3 separate regions of the Gossypium hirsutum genome follow, and all the other regions are linked to region 2. A link is a contact called in public Hi-C data. All regions are on one chromosome and are shown on one strand. The core of a region is the stretch at or near the end of the contact, and the rest is flanking DNA. Distances in the headings are between cores, read along the strand shown. Region 1 holds the start of LOC107896781 (thioredoxin-like 2, chloroplastic). Region 2 holds the start of LOC107953735 (FCS-Like Zinc finger 3). Region 3 holds the start of LOC107953045 (protein mago nashi homolog).

What was found. A called contact is a pair of places that touch in the nucleus more often than the background predicts.
Region 1: a contact with region 2 is called in a Hi-C map of leaf, with 1.6 times the contacts expected there. The contact joins the promoter of LOC107896781 here to the promoter of LOC107953735 in region 2. A contact is called at or near these places in 2 of 34 Hi-C or Micro-C datasets (both in leaf).
Region 3: a Hi-C map of leaf shows a contact between it and region 2, with 2.0 times the contacts expected there. The contact joins the promoter of LOC107953045 here to the promoter of LOC107953735 in region 2. A contact is called at or near these places in 4 of 34 Hi-C or Micro-C datasets (callus and leaf).

Annotation. Positions count from the first base shown.
Region 1 is chrA08:8,959,989-8,963,378 of Gossypium_hirsutum_v2.1, forward strand. It overlaps LOC107896781 (thioredoxin-like 2, chloroplastic), which reads left to right and starts at 1,818. Exons shown (of 4, transcript XM_016822087.2): 1 at 1,818-2,380; 2 at 3,314-3,390. The coding sequence starts at 2,156.
Region 2 is chrA08:8,688,151-8,691,344 of Gossypium_hirsutum_v2.1, forward strand. LOC107953735 (FCS-Like Zinc finger 3) reads left to right here and starts at 1,591. Exons shown (of 2, transcript XM_016889130.2): 1 at 1,591-1,923; 2 at 2,016-2,396. The coding sequence starts at 1,811. The coding sequence ends at 2,178.
Region 3 is chrA08:8,987,254-8,990,497 of Gossypium_hirsutum_v2.1, forward strand. LOC107953045 (protein mago nashi homolog) reads right to left here and starts at 1,603. Exons shown (of 3, transcript XM_041075819.1): 1 at 956-1,603; 2 at 384-560. The coding sequence starts at 1,174. LOC107896308 (uclacyanin-3) reads right to left here and starts at 2,782. Exons shown (of 2, transcript XM_016821487.2): 1 at 2,414-2,782; 2 at 1,845-2,335. The coding sequence starts at 2,567. The coding sequence ends at 1,956.

The DNA of each region.
Region 1 (3,390 bases), core at 568-3,067, 270 kb after region 2:
GTTTATCCTAAATAACTGAACAACCCTTAAAAAATTTAGAATATATGAATTATAAATAAAGGCAAGCTCATTCTCAAAGTTTGAGATGTCGTGTCCTAACCTACTGGGCGTGACATTTTATTACTTCGAGATGAGAGAGTCTTTAACATTTGTTTTAATTTATTCGGTCATTTTCAAATTAGCATTTTTACGAAGAGGGATCGTATTTCAATGTCTTTCAAGCTTTCAATTTTCGACACTAAGATATTAATTAATCAACTAGGTACCAATTTTTGGGCGTTATGAGGGTGCTAATCCTTCCTCGTGCGTAACCGACTCCCGAACCTGTTTTCTTGATTTACGTGGACCAAAATTGTTGTTTAAATAAATCAAACCATTTATTAAAAATAACCACTTTTACAAGGTGATCCAATCACACCTAAAAAGACTGGTAGCGACTCTCGTTTTCGTTTTTCTCCAAGTCGATACCCGTTTTTTTCAAAAAAATGGTTACGACACCTTCCATCAAGCTTTGGCATTGCATTATGATAGTAACACATACGTGAAAAACATAATTAATTTATTAAGAAAAAACAATTATATTCATTGAAATTACAACTATCAAATAATATTTGGATGAATTAAAATCTTAATTGAATATTGTGGATTAAATTTTATGTGAATATCTAAAAGAAGGTGAAAGAAAAAGGAGTTACCAAGAGAACCGACATCTCCATGATATCTACATTGAAGATTGAAAAGTGTATTTAAAAGAAGGGGGAAGCAATATTAGCCAATAAGAGAAGCAGCAAAATACTGAATTCCATCCAACCATCATGGCCTTCCAATCAAATTTCTGAAGCCTTCCAAATTTCATAATGATCAATATATTTGGTGGGTCCTCTTTTATGTCTCATTAACTTGTCCATATCCCTTTTCTACATATTCTATTGTTTCTTAAATGGGTTTTTAAGTTTGAAGGGAATATTATAATATTGCCCCTACAATTCAGACTCACTCAGTGACTCAAATTTAGTCATGGGTTAAGTTCAGACTCCACTAATATAAATTTTAGAACCGTTTTTTAGGGACAAGTTAAAAGTAAACTTAAAATTTGGTTCAAATTTGGCTTAAATAAGAATTGTTAAATCCGAGTTGGATGTAGTCCGTTCCTATTAAAAAATAATATTATTTTTTATATAAAAATAAATTTAAAAAATAATACATTAAATAAATTAAAAATATTAAAATAATGTTTAACAATAAATTAAAAATATATTAAAAAAATTATTCTTAAATAACAATAAGATTGGTACAACTTAACAAACAAATGTCTCTAAAATAGTAGTAAAATTAATAATAAAATAAGAGTTATACAATATTCTAACAGTAACAACAAAATAGTAGTAATATAATAGCCAAATGGCAACAAACAACAATGATAAAAAATTTAGACAAATTTAGGTCGGGTTGAGCTGGGCCATAAATATCTTACTCAAGGCCCAATCGGTTTAGAAAATGGGGCTTATTTTTGTCCAAATCTATTTTTCGTGCCTATATTTTTATCCAAAAACTTTTACTTTTCAGACGGGTCTTCGAATCTGAACGGGTGACCCGGCACATTATGAGTCCTACTCAAATTACATTTATAATCATTTAACTAAACATACCCAAAGAAAGCTTGGGTATTTATGGAGCAACAACGAGGCCCAGCCATAATTAGGCTACCAACCAACAGCTAAAAGTAAATGGGCTGACTACCATAGATCATCTTATTTTATGGCCCAAATTATATTTGAGGCCATTTATTCGTATAAATGAGTTAAAAAAACTGCATCGGTTTCATCCTCCATCAAACTGGTATTTTATATGGTAGAGAACAGTAAACAAAAACGGCGGCGTATCGAAGATGCATACGTGGACGCGTCTTCTTCCAACGAATTACATTCGATCACCTTCTTCAACCCAAAACCAAACTACTATCTCCCTCTCTTACCTGTTGCTCGTCGCTTATCGCATCTCAGCCCTACAAGTTTTTTTGGGTTACCTATTATGAAGTTAAATAAAAAATAAATAGATATTAATAACCCCACTAGTATAAATTGATTTACTTGTATAAAGCCCAATACTTGCTTTTGTGTTTTTTACTTAGTTTTTTGCACTTAAATCTCTTTTGATGGCAGATGCTATTCGATTATTATCATCGCCGTCGTCTTCTTTAATTCATTCGCTGCGCTTCTCTTCGCCTTCACTGCTCACCACTTTCCACTTCGCTTCGAATTATCCACTATCGTCTCTTGGACCAACCAATCAGAATTCGGATAAGATTTTTTCTTATTCTTCTTCTATTGGTCTTGCTCCGCTTGCTCTGATTCCCAGAAAACCATCGCTCTCTTTCAAGGTACAATATCCTTCTGTTTTCTGATTTTGAATTTTATTTCAATTCTTTAGCTAAAAACAGGAGTACCCTTTTTCTTAAAATTGTTTCCTTGGCTATTTTCTTTGGTAATGATGGCCTTATTATTTATCGAAGTTCTTTGCTTGTGGAATATTATATTTGAATTAGGCATCTTTAGATTCCATTTCAAGCTGAATTTGGATACTTGGCGTAAAGGTTTTAGCTTTCAGAAATATACTAGTTTAAAAGGTGAAGTTCTCTAGTAATGGCTTTGTGTTGATTTGCTGATTCTTTGGTATTTCTAGCTGCCGATTCCAGGTCAACCATAGAACTGGAAACAGTATACTTTTGGTAACGCAAAATTTTCTGATTATATGGCACTTGTCACTTATCAGGGGTTTCTAGTGATGATTTCAATTGAGTTTCAATGGCCAAAAGACAAATAGATAAAGCTATGTTGAGTTTTAGCTAGCGAAAATGAGCAACCTTTAAGTCTTCCTGCTATATACCAGTTTCTCACGCTTGCTTTAAATACCTTTTATTTTAGTTGTAGCTTTAGATACCAAGTTTGTTCTACATCACTTTTTGGATGTTGTAGGCTTGGGGATTAATACCCTCCTCCTTATTCCACTGCAATTTGCTTGACTGGCAACTTGTTTCTCTCTGGCATGAGGTTCTTTTGTACTACGGATGCATCATTTTCTCTGAAAACCCATGCTGATGTATTCAAGTCTCGGTGGTTGCAATGTTATCAATGGCATTCACTTCTTTTAATAGTGGTGGTGTCTTTCCTATCGAATATGGATGAATAAAGTAACCTGTTAATCACCATGTTCTTAGAACATTTTGGTATTGCTGTATCGTTTTGAAGAAAACAAGTTTGATCAATTTTCCGCTTTGGGAGACAATGGTATTAACCATGTTTCTTTGCTTCAGGTGCATGCAACAGTCGAAGAAACTGAGCAGCCAAAATGGTGGGAAAGGAATGCGGGACCAAATATGATTGATATTCA
Region 2 (3,194 bases), core at 341-2,840:
GCTTCGGTGATTGCCATAGGTGTGCTTTTGAAGTAAACTTGTGTTATGGGATCAATTTTTTTGGTTATGCCTTTTATATATACATCTAACGAATTTTAATTGGGCATTGGGCGAATGTAAGGCGGGCCAGCAGTGACTTTCACCCTAATAAAAAGAAAAATTGTCTTTTAAGTCTTATTAAATTTTTTAAAGAATTTATAAATTATTAATGATAAAAATATATTTTAATCTTTACAAAATTTATAATTCAAAATTGACCCTTTTGAATTAATGTTCTGGCTACGCTCCTACTTTGAAGACAAATTTTTTTTAAATAATTTTGGTGAAATTTAAGTATAAATTTATTATTTCTTAAAATTATATTTTTATTTAACATATGAAAATATTAATTTTTTTATTTTTGAGTTAATATATATTTGCCTCCTAAACTTGTTCACTTGGTACCTAGTTGATACTTGAATTATTATTTTTGGATTATCACCGTTAAATTTTGTTGATGTGGATGAAATATGATAACCTCATATCATGACACATGACAAGCCCTAATAAAAAAAATTAAAAATATTTTACCTTTAAAATGAATCTGGACATATGATTATCCAAATTCATTTAACTTGAATAACCATTTGCTCAAATTCATTTTGAACTGAATTTTTAGTAAACTATATATATATATTTTATAAACTTGCAACTTTCTTATATTATTACTTTGAAATTAAAGGTACATAAAATATATATTTTTAAAAATATACCTATATAAATTTGTAACTTTAGGTGAAAATGAACAATTATTGTTCAAATTTTAATTTGTACAAGTTTAAAAATGTGATTTTGTGAAGGTTGGTTAACTAAAGAGATGACCCGAGAGAAATAATTTGTTTAGAGTAACCTTGAGGTTTTCAAGAGCTGGTCCATTCATCATTGTTAAAAAAGTATTTATAGGAGAGATTCTCTTGTCTACAAATGTGATGTGGAAGGATAAATACTCAATCCTACTAAATTTATAAAGAATATTCATGGGCGTGAAGGATGTGCACCATGAGATCCTATTCTGTTATATATTTAATAAAGACGAGTTTATTATACCTAAAAATGAGTGCATTAGAAGCGATATAACTTATTATCAATAAGTGAGAGGTTGGCTAAGAGTAATTATCTAACAGATAACGAAAGGATATTCAAATTTCCATTAACTCATTTTCGTCCGAATCAATATTTTATAATAGAAATAATCCATCTAGAAAACCCGCATTAACCAAGCCGTCCAGTAATTTTTGAGTGTAACATTCGTAATAAATACATGGTGGTAAATATAGAAGAGAATCTTTTGGTGATTAAAATACTTAAAAAAAATAATATTCATGGGTGACGTAAACCCCATTTAAGTAATTGGTAACGAGACACTTACACATCCAACCATTCACCCTTATTTTTAATTTGATTTGATTCTTATGCAGAGTCAACAGACCCTGACACTTTAATTAATATATTTATAAATAGTATCCCTAATTAAGCTTTTTTTAAAAAAAAAAAAAACCAACCCGCTTTGATCCGTTTTACAACCTTTCCAATCAACGTCTAACACCTCTCCCATTTGTTTGGGCTACATAGTCCTTACTGTACTCCCTGTACTGCCTGATTGCACCAACTCAGAATCCAAGCTATCACCTCCGTTTGCTTTATATATACCTGCCAAGCTTTGACGCCCATCAACTCACTCTTTTATTCTCTTCCACCCTTTTTCAGCTACCAGCGCCGCCCTCAGCTCAGGCCCTACTTTACGAAATTCAACAAGTAGCAAGCAGTTAATATGTCGGGATATTATTATTACTCAGGGTGCCCAGATCAGTACGGGGCTCACTATCTGGATGCCTGCTCCGTTTGCGGCGAATCGCTTCATAATTCCGATATTTTCATGTACAGGTTTGTTTGCTCTTTAGTATTGATTTTAAAATTCGGATCGTGTTTGAGTATGAAATAATCTTGTTTCCTGATGGCTATTTTTTCAATTGCAGAGGGAATACACCGTTTTGCAGTACAGAGTGTAGACAAGAACAGATGGAGATGGATGAAGCCAGAGAAAAGAAATTGAAATTTGGTAGATCACATAGGAAATCGGATTCCAAGACCTCTACACCCAACAAAACTGTTCGGACGGGAACTATTACGGTGTCGTAGTACATATTTGCTTATCTTTTTCTGAGTAGGGTGATAATGGTATCATAAATTTTGCAAAAAGAAAACGAGAAATAAGATAAGGAAAAAGAAAACCTTGAATGGAATTTTGTAATATCGTTTTTTATTGGGGTTGAGGGTTGATAAGGGAGGAAGGGGGAGGTATCAGATTGTTCAGTTTTCATCAATGAAAAATATTCAGAGATCTATAATTTCCGGTATTCCTCTGAATTGAAGCTAGCTTTTAATGATCTGATACTCGAAAATCATATTAAAGTGTAACTAAATTTGAATGAAATCGTAACACGGCAAAGTTTTGTGCCCATCACGATATTAGAATTTAAATTGGGATTAGCAAAATGGGTCTGTTTTATTAAGCAAATGAGAAAAAAAACTGATATATCAGTAATTGGTAAATGCAGTGAATGTGTAAATCGTTGAACGGTATATTGTCTTGAGCAAAAGCTTTTTGGTCGGATTGAATGGACCCTGCCTCCTACTTACTTTTCACTTGTTTTGTCCCATTCAATCATCCCTTTTCACCTTATATTAATGGCTTTTTACCATGCTTTCATTACCATTTCCAATGCTTATTTGACAAATATTAACATTATTTAACAAATTACAATATAATAATTTAGCTTTACCATTTTTCCATGGAAATGAAATATATCTAAGGCTATTTTAATATTGCTTTTAATGGTGTTATTAAAAAGTGTTTTTAAAAAATTTAGTTTAAATTTGAATGTTTATTATTGTTATCAAAAAATAATTTTGAGGAATAAAATGTTTATTTTAGACATGATATTACTAAGTAATAAATATGTATTTAAATAATTTTTAAATTAATACTATTATTATATTTTAGTAGGAATATAAAAAATAATTTATTATAACTTGTTGTTGATATTTTAATATATGAAATATAAATTTTAAATATTTTTAAGCAATAAATACTAATTATTTATAAAATTTAATTAAAATATATAAACTATATTTTAAATAATTAAGTATAACCA
Region 3 (3,244 bases), core at 353-2,852, 300 kb after region 2:
AGCATGAAAAGGCATCTAATTACCACCCTTATATATTATGGATACTAACCGTGCTGGTAACTCGTTTCAAATATACATTGTAAGAGGAACAAAATAAACTTTAGCTTTGCCTTTCAGCATTGTACTTTTAAATAAAATAAACAAGAAATCAAGTGCCAAAGCAGAAATAAATTAAAAAAAATCAATCACGGAGCATCCATCAATGAAAACAAAACCATCTTTGTTTCAAATTACCGTGTTAAAGAACGAGTGAGGCAACAAACAAGAGAAAATATACTAGAACCTTTTCCCTATACTAAATGATGCAATACAAAGGCCCAAAGGGGGATCACAACATGACTGAAGAGAGCAAAACAGCAGATTGACAATGTCTATTAACTGACCTGAACCAGATAATAAAATATACGAAGCCCTTCGGGATCCTTGCTGCTCTGAACATCAACAAGGGACCCAATCTTTGAAGTAGTGAAAGAAATATGCTCATTCCCCATCACAATCTCGAGCTCCTGCCGTCCGACACGGTCAGGTTCTGGCCAGTTGTTGTCATCTTCCTTCATGATCTAGACAAAGAATGCCCAATAGAATTGAACAATAATATCAAGAACCATAATTAATAAAAATTGCAAATTTAAACCATCCTGAGCGTCGAAAGAACCGCAAGTTACCATTAATCGAAGAAATAAATAATCAACTAAAACTAAATCTTTTAACCTAAAACCCAGCTGGGCAATTTGAAAAACTGCAGTAAAATCAGAAAATTACAAAATATTTACATCAATCAGAACTGGAAACAAAAGACAATAAATACAAACTCGTTATTTAAGCAAAACATAGAGAAAACAAGAAAAAGAAAACCTAATTTTTGATCCCAAACCCTAGGCAAAGTTGAATTAAAGTGGAAAAGAATTAAGGAAAGCATTAAGGCGAAGTAAAGGGTTGAAAAAGGATAGGAGACCTCGCTCTCGGTGATGATGCGGCGGCATTCCTTGAGAACGGCAGGGGTGAGGAAGACTTCTTTGCGGATCATGGTGTCGTTTTTGTAGTTGGAGTTGTTAGCATATCGTAGCTTCCCGTCCGGCCTGAACTCGAACTCCAAAAATTCGTGCCCAAATTTCCCTTTATGCCCTACGTAGTAACGGAGGTAAAACTCTCCGCTCTCCTCCTCGGCCGCCATTGTTTTTCCCTCTCTTTTTTTTTTCTTGTAAGATTCTCGAAAAGAAAGCAAACAACACTGAAAACACTTCCAAGTCCAAGGGATTTTTCTGGATATATTGATGGGTCCACCTAGTTATTGGGCCTCCCAAGTTTTGTTTGGGCTGGGCCGTTTAATCTCCTCCATGCATAATCTCAGTATGAATTAAGGATATCCTCAAAATTAGAAATGTAGAGTATAATTAAATAAGTTAAATTAGAATTGATTAAATAACCTTTAAAATTTTAGGGAGATTTAGATGTACTATTGGGTACGGTGCAGTGCGTTTATTTTACTTTTTACCCTACGCTATTATCACTGTTTTTACACTAATTAGAGATAAATACATTATTCATCCAAATTAACTCACAAAAACATGTTTTTATATTGGGTATTTTTAAAAACTACAAACTATTGTTGGAGTTTAGTCGATGTATGATTGACTAATAAAATATAATGATAATGATAATGATGTCTTACTGAACCAAACTAATACAACAATTATGGTTTGCTGTAATTGTCCAAGTCTTAAAGATTCCTTTTATCTCTTATAAATTTGACTTCGTAGGCTCAATATATATATTGTGATGAACATAGGATAAAAGACCTGTTTTTTAATCATAATTTAAGGCAAATTATTTAGAAGATCATAAAAACATAAATCTCCATCTCTGGTTCATAAAGGAAAAATAAAATAAAATCACACAGAATATTGACGAAAACGAAAGCAAATAAGCCAATAAACAATAGCACTGCCTCTCCCCTAGCTCATAATTCCAACAACGGCTCCCAACAAGGCTACCATAAAACCATAATTCACGGTGCTCGGAGCTCCGCTAGGTGTTGACGGGGGAGAAGTTGTTGTACCACCACTGGGGGGAGTCCCGGAAGGAGTGGTGGAACCAGACGGAGTAGAGGGGGTGGAGGGTGAGTTGCCACTAGCTGCTACAACATTGATGGCTAGCTTCATGCCACCAGCACAGTGACCTATGGTGGGGCATATGAAATACATTGCCCCTGGATTGGACAGTGTGATGACAGTGTTCCCATCGCTGTAGGATTTAATAGCATTGCCGGTGTTGCAATTATCGTAGTCGCTCTTGGATACTTCCTCCACCGAGTGGCTGCCACCGTAGGTAAACACTAAAACGAAAAAATACAAACAGGGTCATTCATATTGTTATCTTACTTTGGCTTAATTTTGGTAAGGAAGCAACTTACAAAGTGTGTCGCCTACGGTGAATGTTTTCCCTTGAACCCAACTTTGGTAATCTCCGGTCGTGGTCCAACCGCTGCTGTCTCCTACGGTGTATTGCTCGGCAAAAGCCGCCGGAGCTGCTAGGAGGAGGAAGAGGAGGGCTGCTGCTAAACCCATAATGTTATAAAGTTTAAAGCCTAATTTTAGTTGGAAAAAAATAAAGGACGGTGAAGGGACTCTTAGCACGTTATGTTGTGTTATATAGAAGGCTGAAAGTATGATTTATAGAAGCAAAAAGTCAAGCAATTTCTCTATTATTCTTACTAAAGCCAATAATTAATGTTAGCTTAATTAATATTCTTCCATCTCCTCCTCACCAAATCAAATTGAATATATATATATATATTGCTGCCTTTTGATTCAAATAAGAAAGAAAAAAAGGGTATTGATAGGTTCAGCTAGCAGCCTCTGTGTGGGACTTTTTATAATCTTTGCTCTCTCACTTGTATAGAATTTAATGGGGTGAAATTGCAGAATAAAAATCAACATTTATTTTTATTTCTAATTTAATTTTAACACAAATCTTTTATCATTACATTACCCATTTGGTGAAGTCATTTTCCTTTTTAACATTTGTACCTATTAGATAAGAGTCAAAAGTTTCAGCCTAAACAAATACAATCTAGAATCTCTAACCTAACCACCTTTGGAGAACTTGTGTAACTGAAACAGGTTGAAACTGATGTCTTGTTTATGCACCAAATTTATGTCTTAAATTATATTTTAAGGATCTATTTTGGTTTTACTAGTGTTTTTTAATTTTATTTATCTACTTTAATTTGATATAATTTGAT